Regions from separate parts of the Gossypium arboreum genome. Here region 1 is linked to region 2. The links are chromatin contacts, called in public Hi-C maps. All regions are on one chromosome and are shown on one strand. Each heading gives the region's core, a stretch centred on a gene start, on an enhancer-like site or on the middle of the called end of the contact. The rest is flanking DNA. Distances are from core to core; before and after follow the strand shown. Region 1 holds the start of LOC108460849 (29 kDa ribonucleoprotein A, chloroplastic-like). Region 2 holds the start of LOC108460239 (ethylene-insensitive protein 2).

Region 1 (5,486 bases), core at 1,979-4,478, 480 kb after region 2:
TTCGACAGAAAGTTTAGATATCATGTCACTTTCTTTTTTTGTAACTTCAATTTTTTTATTTTTTTAAAAAATATGTGTATCTTATATTATTATGTTGTGTTTGATACATATTTGAACGTGGGTACGAGGGTACAATCCTCTAAATATTGAGAGAATTTTTTTCTCCTACTTGTAATGAAATATGCAGTCTCTGATCTTCCTGTGGTCTTTTTCTAGGAATCACTGGGGCATGTAGATATCAATCTTATGATGTAATTTTCAATGGACACATCAACGAGAAGTATGGTGTGATATGCATTGGTATATGATGGGAACTGCCTTGAGAAGAATCAAATTATAGCAAGAGATTTATATGGTGAAGTTCAGATCTTTTCCTTTCTTTATTATATGGGAATATGATTATTCTTTTTATACACATAGTGACGATATGTTTGTGCAAATTATACCAACTCTTTTTTTTTTTTTTTTACAAATAGTCTTGTCCCACCTGGTCCAATGCGAAAGCTTACTCGAAAAGTGAAAGAGTTTGAGTAAATATATAGGCTCGAAAAATGTATTTGAATAAAAAAATAAAATCCATTTAAAAAACGAGACGGGCCTTGGGCAAAATTTTTTGGCCTAAACTTAGTCTGACTTGAATTTGCAAAAAAAGTTCTTCTATTTTTTTTATTGTTTTGCCACTGTTTTTTATTATTTGCTATCATTTCGCTATTAAATTGAAATTATTTTTTATTATTGTTTGAATATTTTATAATTCTTGTTTTATTATTAATTTTGTTATTATTTTAGATGTATTTGATTTCTAAGTTGCACTTATCTTAGTGCATTTAATGTATTTTTATTTTTAATTTTTTAATTTTACTATATTTTTAAAAAATTATTAAGAAACATTTATTTTAATATTTTCAGTATATTTGATTATATTTTTAAATTTTTATACAAAAATTTTAATACGGATAAAATAAACTCAATTTTAACAATTTTATCTAATCTAAATTTAAATAAAATTTTAAATATATTTTTGAGTGGAATCCACACCTAAAATTTTTAAGTAGCCTGGCCTGAACGGCCATGGACCACTTTAGTTGCAAGGAACTAGTGATGTTTGGCGTTGCTTGCTGTCAAGAAACTAGTGAAAATTTCAAGTGTCCAATCATTCATATGATGTAATCTAGAGTAGAGTAGAGTAGGAGTTGTCCAAGAAGTCCTTTGACATTTCATTCAATCCGCGTAATGCACATAATTTTAACGTAATCAGTTTCATTTTTTTTTTTTAATATGCACGACATTATTTGCAGATAAATGCAACAACGTTGAGGAAATAAAAAATACGGTGATGTTTAGCGGGGCTGTTGTTGGTGTTCATCTTTTCTCTATAGTTTCCACTTCAAACTTAGCTTTGGAACTTTTTTTATAAATCCACAACTATTTTCATTTGTTTTACCGTCTAAGATTAATTTTATTTGGGTAAAAATAATATTTAGATAAAAATTTCCTAATAATGATAAATTTAATATTTGAACTCGATCCAAATATTTAGAGAAGTCTCCAATTGTTGGCCGTAGGATTGAGCAAAGAAACTAAAAGAATCTAAAAACCAATTTGATCTGATATATTCAATTTGGTTTAGGTTTTATATTATTCGGTTCAGGTTTTATAATGTTCGGTTCAGTTTCATGTTAATGTTATTACTCAAATTGCACAATTCAGTTTAAGTTCAGTTTCTCCTCTTGGAACCATTTTATACAAAAAGTTAAAATATTTCACAGCAACTAAATCATTTCTTAAAATAATAATCATAATTATAAGCATAATTCTAATTTTAAAAAATAGTTCATTAAACTTTATAAATATTTTATTTATAAAAGAAACAATTATACACAAGTTGTTGAATATATATTTGATAGTTATAAATTTAAAAAGTATATGGCATATTGTAATGATTCGATTATAATTAATTAAAAGAATGGTAAGTAAAACATTAGATATATCAATAATTTATGTATTAACTTTTCTTTTAACAACTTTAAATGATTTATTAACTTAATAACTTAACTTAAAATGATTTTTAAATGGTTTTATGAATGATTATAATATTAATGTAATTATTTAATTTACCTCGTAAATGTATAAATGAATTAAGAGCATGCATTATGATTATTATGAAATAAAAATATATATATATTAGAACTTTGGGGTTCAAAAGAAGATGATTCTTTTTTGACAAAACTCAAAATTTTAAAATCAAACCGCTATTATTGGTTTTGGGTATTTCCATTTTTATTCAATACAATTTTGATTTCAAAAGTTAAAAAGAAAATGAAAAATTTTAATTCAATTTTTGTTAAAAATTAAATCGAAGTGAATACACCCATGTGAGTGTTCGATCGAATCGAGTTAATTATGTTGACAAGTCATATTTTATCATCTAAATCAATTTAAGATTTTTTCGAATCAAGTCGAGTGAAATGAAATTCGAGTCAAATCGAATCGAGTGAACTGTTCGAGTTAAATTAAAAATTTAAACACGTCAAATTAAAATCAATATAACTAATTTTATGTTACAACACATAAATTTGAAACCACATATATTTGAAAACTTTTTCAAAGTAAATTAATAAAAAATAATTAATTAACTTATTTAAATCCCAAAATTATTATTCTAGAATTTTTTTATTTTTAACTTTCTTTATATTTTTTTGAAATTTTTATAATTTTTGAATTTTTATAAATATTTTTATTTTTAAAAATTATTTTGAATTATTTTGTAATTTTTGTTGGGAGAAAGACTAATTTGCTCATTTTCAAACTCAATAAGAACTAAAAGGGTATTTATACCAATATGTTATTTGAATTATTCAAGTTATTCAAATTGTAAAATTTAACTCGATTCGAATTCAAAAATTGAATTACCTATTTGATTTAACTTGAATAATTCGAATAACTCAATTCGATTAACTTAAAATTAAAAAAAAAATTAATTTTTTGATGGAGGTTGTAATTTAGAAACATAAAATACAGTTCTAATTAGTCCATTTTCATTTGGGTTTGAGGGGCTGTGGCCCTATGCAAATGTCGCTCAAACCCAAAGCCTTTTCCCTCAGCAAAATATCTAAAATCTATCGCAATCTAATATCTTATCAACAAAAATCTAACGGCCCCGATTTCACGATATGTAATCCGAAGTACCGGCGGCAAGATAGACAAGCAGGCAACTTCTCCTCCTATAAAACTATCTATAATGTAAGCTGCTCTTCTTAAACCCTCTCTCCCATTTCAAAAACCTTATCTTCTCTTTGGCTAAAGCAGAAACAAAGGCTAAAATGTCTGCAACATCTGCTTCATCTCTCATCCTCCCATCTCTCAAACCCAAAACCATATCTTTACCAAACCCAACTCCCATTTCACTGTCCCCCTTCTCTCTTTCCCACCGCCTCCATGCAAAGCCTCTCTTTTCTTCCTCTCTTCAAAGTTTCACGCTTTTAACAAAAAAGTCTTCTTCTTTTCCTTCTAATTTTGTTAGAAACGTTTCCGTTTCATCTGAGTACGGTCAGGAAGAGGGTTTATTTGGTAGTGATGATGAAGAGGCTACTAGGTTCTCCCCTGACTTGAAACTTTTTGTGGGCAATCTTCCTTTTAGTGTGGATAGTGCTCAGCTTGCCGGCTTGTTTGGAAGTGCTGGAAATGTTCAGATGGTTGAGGTAAATTTTTTTTTCTTTTTCCCCCTTTGCTTTTACCTGTAATTCACCATGTTTATGTTTATGTTTATGAATGACTTGCTTTGTTTTCATCATGTTCTGTTTTCACACAGAGGCTTGCCCTTTAGTTTGAATTCAAGCATAGTATGAACCTTTATTTCTGATATGTTGAATTATAGTATGGAAGAAACTTTTAATTTCGAGATGAAAATTGAATAATTAAAAAGACATTTAGCCAATTGAAGGGTCATGATATACATTTAGTGATTTAATTGAGCATCCATTGAAATATGGACCTTGTTGCTTCACTCCAATCATTTGGGAAGTTAACAAACTAGATGTACACTCCGTTTTGATGTGTTGAAATTATTGCTTTTGACAGGTGATTTATGACAAGGTAACTGGGAGAAGTAGGGGATTTGGTTTTGTAACCATGTCTACTACTGAGGAAGTGGAAGCTGCTGCTCAACAGTTCAATGGCTATGTAAGTCATCTTTTGGGGTGTTCATATGCAGATATGCGAACTTAAAGAGTATTTTGCACATTTAATAATTTAATTGCTTCGTTTACATGCTACTTAAACAAATATGGTTATCCTCTTTCGGTTTAGAGTACGCATGGATGAAGATTTGCATATTTGTCATCTTTAGAACAATTTGAGGATTGACATTTATGTTCTGGCCTTGGAACCCACTGCGGCAAATGAATTTTTTCAGCATCTGAATATAAAAAACTTCCATTTTTATTTGTTCTAGTTTCCTCAACTTTCTCTTTTCCAGCATAGTGGATGGAAAAAGGGTGTTTCGCAATATCGAGTATGCTTAAGTTTTTGACTGTATTAATATCTAATACCCCTGTGACGTTATCAGTTTTGGTATAAGGTTATAGTTTCTATCAGAAGTTTGAATCGAGGTTATCATAAAATTTTCTTGTGTTTACACTTGCTGATTGCAGGAACTTGAAGGGAGAGCGTTGAGGGTAAACTCTGGACCACCTCCTCCTCGTAGGGAAGAATTTTCTCCTAGGGCGAGAGGTGGTTCAACCATGGGTGCTTCAAATCGTGTCTATGTTGGTAACCTTTCGTGGGGCGTTGATGATTTAGCACTGGAGACCTTGTTCAGTGAGCAAGGCAAGGTTGTGGAAGCAAAAGTTGTTTATGACAGGGAAAGTGGTAGATCAAGGGGTTTCGGCTTTGTAACTTACAATTCTAGTGAAGAGGTGGATGGTGCTGTCAAAACATTTAATGGTGTTGTAAGTTAATCGTTACCTTGAGTTCTAATCCATGAATGTTTATAGCAATTTAGAGTCAATTAGTAGATGCTGGATAAGATAGGTCATTTGGCTGCTATATACTTTTTCAGTATCATTATTGACTTTAATATACTTGATTTTGTACAAAACTGCTACTTACAGAAATCTAATAACTTCATTAATGACTGTGAATTGCTTAAAAAAATTTGTTTGATGCAGGAGTTGGATGGCAGACCAATTCGAGTCTCAGTGGCCGAGTCTAGGCCAAGGCGTCAATTTTGAGTGCAACTGGTATCTACCGGTACTGCTAAAGTTCTTTGGGTATGAGTCTAAATCTTTGGGCACTTAATTGGTCTTTCCTTTTTTTTTATATTTCATCCATGGGTTATAGATGTTCAGTTTTCAAAGCTTAATATTTATTCTGGTATGTGTTGCTTATATGTTTTTTATTGGATTGCATTTTTATCACACACACTGAGAACAACTCTTTATGTTCCTAGGAATCTACAAACATGCAAATTGTAGCAGCTGCATTTG
Region 2 (5,539 bases), core at 2,389-4,888:
AGAAAAGCGAAAGAAATTAACCTGCTCCATTGCATCATGAAAAGTAACCAAGACAAGGCCAGCATTGTAGAACACATTTGCAGCTGAATTCATCAGCACATAATTTACTAGATAAATTCCACCGAAGACGCATAAGATGGCAAAAAGATGGTTGTGACATAAGGCACTCTTAGAAGTATTTGGTGGTCCCAGATGCTCCTGTGGACAGGAGAACAAAACTTCAGAGAGCTGAGAATGAATAGCATAATATTGAACTCCAAAAGGCAAAAAGGCAGGACCACAAAACAAAACCAAATGATATTGCAAGCATAAAAGATATAAGGTGCACCAATTTGTCCCGCAGTTCGAGAATTGTATGCCCCATAACATTTAAGCATGGTGCAATGAACATAAGCCTACCCTATATTTGAGAACAATGTCATAACTATAGAAGACCACTAATTGAGGAAAATTATACATGCATTTGACTCAGATTGTAGTGAATCTACAAGGACAGCATCCACATGCAAAGATTCTAAAAAGGCTTCTAAAATCCAAGTATTGACAAAGAAAATGTCAAATTCTTAGTTGAAATAAATTTACAGATAATACAGGAGTCTCCAATCCATTAAAACTGAAATATAAAGGCCCATATACAAGACTCGTGCACATAGATGCATATACAAGTCCAATTGCAGATACCTGAACAATAGAAGAATGTAGATAAAAATTGTGAGGCATGATGCTTGCTCCAAGAAGACTCATCAGGGCAAATGCACTCTCCCACTCAACTTTGTTGGCATCCCAAGCATGGAAATAGAAATTTCTGGTTGACTGAGGAGCACTCCAAAAACATAAGAAAGCAATATGAAACCTGCTGCATAGATGCATAGGAAACTTGCCCTGCAGTGATCCTAATGTTGAAAATTGTTTAGACTGCTATGATGTTGCAAGGGAGAGATTGTGCAATAAAACAAAGCAGTTTAGCATACCAAGGTGGAGGCAAAAACTGGGAATAAAACAGCATCAAGAGCAGCTAGAAAAACACCAGTGGACAGATCCACCCCGAAGAGAAGATTAATCCCATGTGCGACACCCAGGACCTGGGAAAATATAGACATTTTTCATGAGAATAGAACAAATATCACTATATTAAGTGCAAATAAAAAGAATTATAACTTCCTTTCATCATAGTTTAGAAAAGAAAGCTACCATGGTAAGGTCCAACGCAACCACAGAAAGCTCTGCTTGAACTCCAAGGAATAAACGAGTGGACTTGTCATACTCATCGCTGCAAATCTATCATCGCCATAAATTAAGAAATAAATATGTATCATGAAAAGAGTAAAACACAAGTCCACAAATAAGCACAAGCACCTTTGCACATGACATTCTGGTTATATATAAGCACTTAATTAAAGATAAATAAGCATGCATTTGTAAAAAAGGAGTTCTTATGCTTTTTAATCTAGGCAGAAAAATAATTAAACAACATTGGAGAATTTAACTAAATCATGTTGTTACTTTATAAGAGTTCTACAAGTACACAGATCAGTATAACGGTTGTCAAAGAAATTGTCTTACAAACAGAATAATTCCTAATCTTTTTATTCTTGTAAAATGCACAAGCGTGAAAAGAATACCTGAGCAAGACCACGCCCAGTCACCACACCAATTCTAGCTGACAGATATTGACACAAAATGGCAGCACAATTAAAAAGAAGCATGGGAACTACCAGGTCAAAACCAAACCGTGCACCTCCTTCAACAGTGGCAACCCACTTCCCAGGGTCAACATATCCAATTGATATTAGAAGAACAGGTAAAACAACAGGGAACATCTGATGAAGGGCACCTCGTTGGTGGTTAGCATTTCCTCCCTCAGCTTCCATTTTGTCAACTAGAAATTCAGACGATATGCTAGTTACAGTGCAGCAACGCTTCAAATTCCATCTTCAGAATAGCACAGAACCTCCAATGCTCAAGAAGTACTACAATTACATGGTTGTTCACAATGACTAAATCTCGTAAGAAAGAAGCTATCCATCATAAGGTATTCAGCTAGATATTAGCAAGTTATTTGATTAAACATAATTTTGCAAGAAAAAGCAAACAGTCGAGACCATTTTCTGCAAGACTTGCTATCAAACGAATGTACATTAAACAAAAGCCCTGGCACAGCAGGACTAGCGAGCATCTAAAATGCACTTCCCAAGAATCAGTGCCACCGCAACTGCTGACAGAATCAAAATTGCAGCCTCAGCCACAACCATATAGGGGCTGGTGAATATTCCAACTCTCGCAGGACTTTTACCAATAACTTGAATCAGTATCAAAGGGCAGATACACCCATCTCCAGTCCCTGAGTAGAACAACAAATAATCCAAACAAATTCCTCCAACGAAAGCACCTACAAAGTCAAAACCTGAATCAAATCAGTCAAAACCATCAGCCTTGGAACATAACTACAAGAAAAAGGAATTAAAGCATCAAAACCAACATGTAAAACGAATCAGAACCAAATTCTAGCATAAATCATGATTAAACCATTTGGTCAAGCTTCAAAACAAAATCAGCAGAGTCCAATATACAGTGAACACCATAAATTTCACAAACCGGTACGGTTAACCAGATTATTCAAAAAGAAAAAAGTATAGTGTGAATTAGTTCAAGGGTGTAAGCCCTCAGCATCATCACAAGTTCACTTTGCAAACTAAATTTCAGCATCAATGCTAATCAATAGTGATAAAGATCAGCACACAAAAACAAACCAAAATAAACAACCAGAAGACAGAATAAAATACAGCTTCATACAAAACCACAAACCCCAAAAGTACCCCCACACGAAAATTACGAAACAAAAACCTTGGACTTAAAAACAAAACTCAGATCTTCCTAAAACGTCCCAAAGCAAGCAAAAGTGTAAAACCCCACCCAAATGAACAAAGCACTAAGGAACCAATATGAATAAAAATCAAGACCCTGGATCTGATTCAGCTCAATAACTTTAAAAAAAAGGAAAAAATGTTTGCACAAATTCCAAGGTAGATTACGCATAAAGCAAGAAAACAAAAAAAAACCCAAAATAATTAAACAAAAAAGAAGAAACAAGTAAATCATAAGGAAAAAGAAGACTCGAATTGGATTAGGGTTTAGGCCTTTGGGGAAGTAAAAAAATTGTTTTTTGATTTTACCTTACGGTAAAAAGTGGGACAGAGAGAGCTTATCTGCTATCCTTTTCTCTGCAATCTCTATCTAAGTTTGGGTATTAACAAAAGTAGATCTTCAGGAAGAGGGATTTCTCAACCCACTGGGTTTTATTTATATATTTTTCTTCACAAACAGAGAGAGAGAGAGAGAGAGCGAAAAAGAAAAAGAGAGAAAAAAAGAGGATAGATACATGATCATCTCAGATAGATAAATATATAATTATATAAATATATTTTCAAGGGTGTGGGGGCTCTTTCCAAGCCATGCCACGCCATGTTGAAGAAAAGAGGAAATTTATTTATATATAATATGTGAAAAAAGAAAACTTTCACTACTAAATACTAATCAAAGCGAAGAAGAAAATGTGTCCAGATGAAAGACAAAACAAAAAGCTAGAAAAAGTTTAAAGACAGACAGTTAAAAGGTTATTGACATCAAAACAGTTCCAACAAATCTCGAGGATATCCCACAAATTTCAGCATTACAATTAATCCAACTTCTCTCATTTCATTTATATACATTTAATGGATTATTATTTATTTGTATAAACTTTTATGTTAATAATTAGGGTAAATTTTATAAAATGATAATTAAGGTTAAGTTTACGTTATTGTCTCACAATTATCAAAAGTTACGATGTCGTCATTCACGTTATAAATGGTATCAAGTTATTAAATTTGATCAACTTAACTTCTTATTTTTTAGCAAAATAATGAGACGACATATTAACTCAAAGTTTAATAATTAATTCAATCTCTAAACCGTCATTTTATAATTTAGTGTTTTAATATTTTCTAACCATAATCTAAAAATATACAAAAGTATAAAAGTATGATAAAATTCTTTAAAAACACTTGAAAGTTGATAACTTATTTTTAAAATTATAATTATGCAAAAATTTTAAAATTTTATAAATTCTAAAAGTTTTAATCAAACTTGATGAGATTGTAAGTGAAAATTTTGTATTTTAATTATTGTAAAGTTCTTTTTAATGAAATAGAACAACTTTTGCTATTATTGTTACAATCAAATGAATCCACTTTTCCTTTTGTATCTTAGTGTAGAAAAAGTGTGTTGAAGACCTAATAATACTCTAAAAGCATGTGTGTAAGTGAACACTGAAGGACAAAATAATATAGAGATAATGTGCAAAAGGCTGATGAGTTATTTTGTCGTAGATATGGTAAATCTGTACCTGTCATTTGTTATTTTCTTTTTAACCAATAGATTTTTTGATTTACAACTAAGTATATAATCAGTAAATATATATCCAAGAAATATTGTTTTCTAATTCATTTTAACTAGGGTGAAGCTAAAATAATTTTTAGGGCAAATGAAATTTTAATTTTTATAGTCAATATCTTTATAATTTTAAAGGATTAAATGAAATTTTTATAATTTTAGGGGTAAAGTGTAATTTTAACTTTACTAATTTAAATTTTTTAAAAATTAAGAATTTAAATAGCAATTTTATATTTTAGGGAACTAAGACCCTACTAGCCCCTAAATTCACCTATAATTTTAACCAACTATGAATATTCTTATAAACAACCTTTTGATTATACTTTTGGGATCAAATTAGTTATTAGTGATTGAGTTAACATACAACATCATTATTTCATTAAGGGATAACAATAGAACAGTTAACTAATAGGTGATCAAAATTTAATAATTCAACAATGTAAGTGATCATAATATAACTTTTGATAGTTGGGTTGCAAAAGCATGAACTTAACCTTAGTTTTGATGACTATTTGTATACTTTTCCTAATAATTAACATTATTTATTAAGGAATAATATTTGATGCTCAATGCATAAGTCTCATATACCATCGACAAATAATATCACAACACATCATCATTAAATAATATAAAAAATAGTGAAGGACTTAAAAGATACTAATAAATGTTAAAACCCAAGACTTTAGACCTTAAACCCAAGATTCTAAATCCGAGAGTTATTAATAATTTTTATAATAGTTACATTTAATGTTTAATCATATTTAAATAAAACTATCAATATTTATTTATAAGTCCTCCATATTTTTACTTAATTTAATTATAATATATTATATTATTGTTCATTGATGGTGCATAATATTTATGCATTAACAACGCATCAAATAATATTGTTTAAAAAAATAATTTAATCTCTTTCAATATAAATGAAACAATTTAAGGAAAATATTTGATATACTATCAAGTAGAGTTTTAGATTCTACAAAGAGTTAATGGTCGACAAGTGTCTTATAAAAGTATAGTAAAATATCTAAAAATAAATATTTTAAAATTGACACATATAATAATCTTTTAAAACTGCTCGTGGAATAAAAAAATACACTTTCAATAT

Evidence for each region. A called contact is a pair of places that touch in the nucleus more often than the background predicts.
Region 1: a contact with region 2 is called in a Hi-C map of leaf, with 3 times the contacts expected there. The contact joins the promoter of LOC108460849 here to the promoter of LOC108460239 in region 2. A contact is called at or near these places in 3 of 5 Hi-C or Micro-C datasets (all in leaf).

Annotation. Positions count from the first base shown.
Region 1 is chr4:99,708,742-99,714,227 of ASM2569848v2, forward strand. LOC108460849 (29 kDa ribonucleoprotein A, chloroplastic-like) reads left to right here and starts at 3,229. Exons shown (of 5, transcript XM_017760527.2): 1 at 3,229-3,701; 2 at 4,081-4,182; 3 at 4,653-4,949; 4 at 5,169-5,270; 5 at 5,450-5,486. The coding sequence starts at 3,324. The coding sequence ends at 5,231. LOC108459923 (a long non-coding RNA gene) reads left to right here. Exons shown (of 4, transcript XR_001867435.2): 3 at 1-355; 4 at 1,299-1,477.
Region 2 is chr4:99,230,882-99,236,420 of ASM2569848v2, forward strand. LOC108460239 (ethylene-insensitive protein 2) reads right to left here and starts at 3,639. Exons shown (of 9, transcript XM_017759662.2): 1 at 3,174-3,639; 2 at 1,623-2,389; 3 at 1,192-1,278; 4 at 972-1,082; 5 at 764-893; 6 at 682-761; 7 at 22-198. The coding sequence starts at 1,871.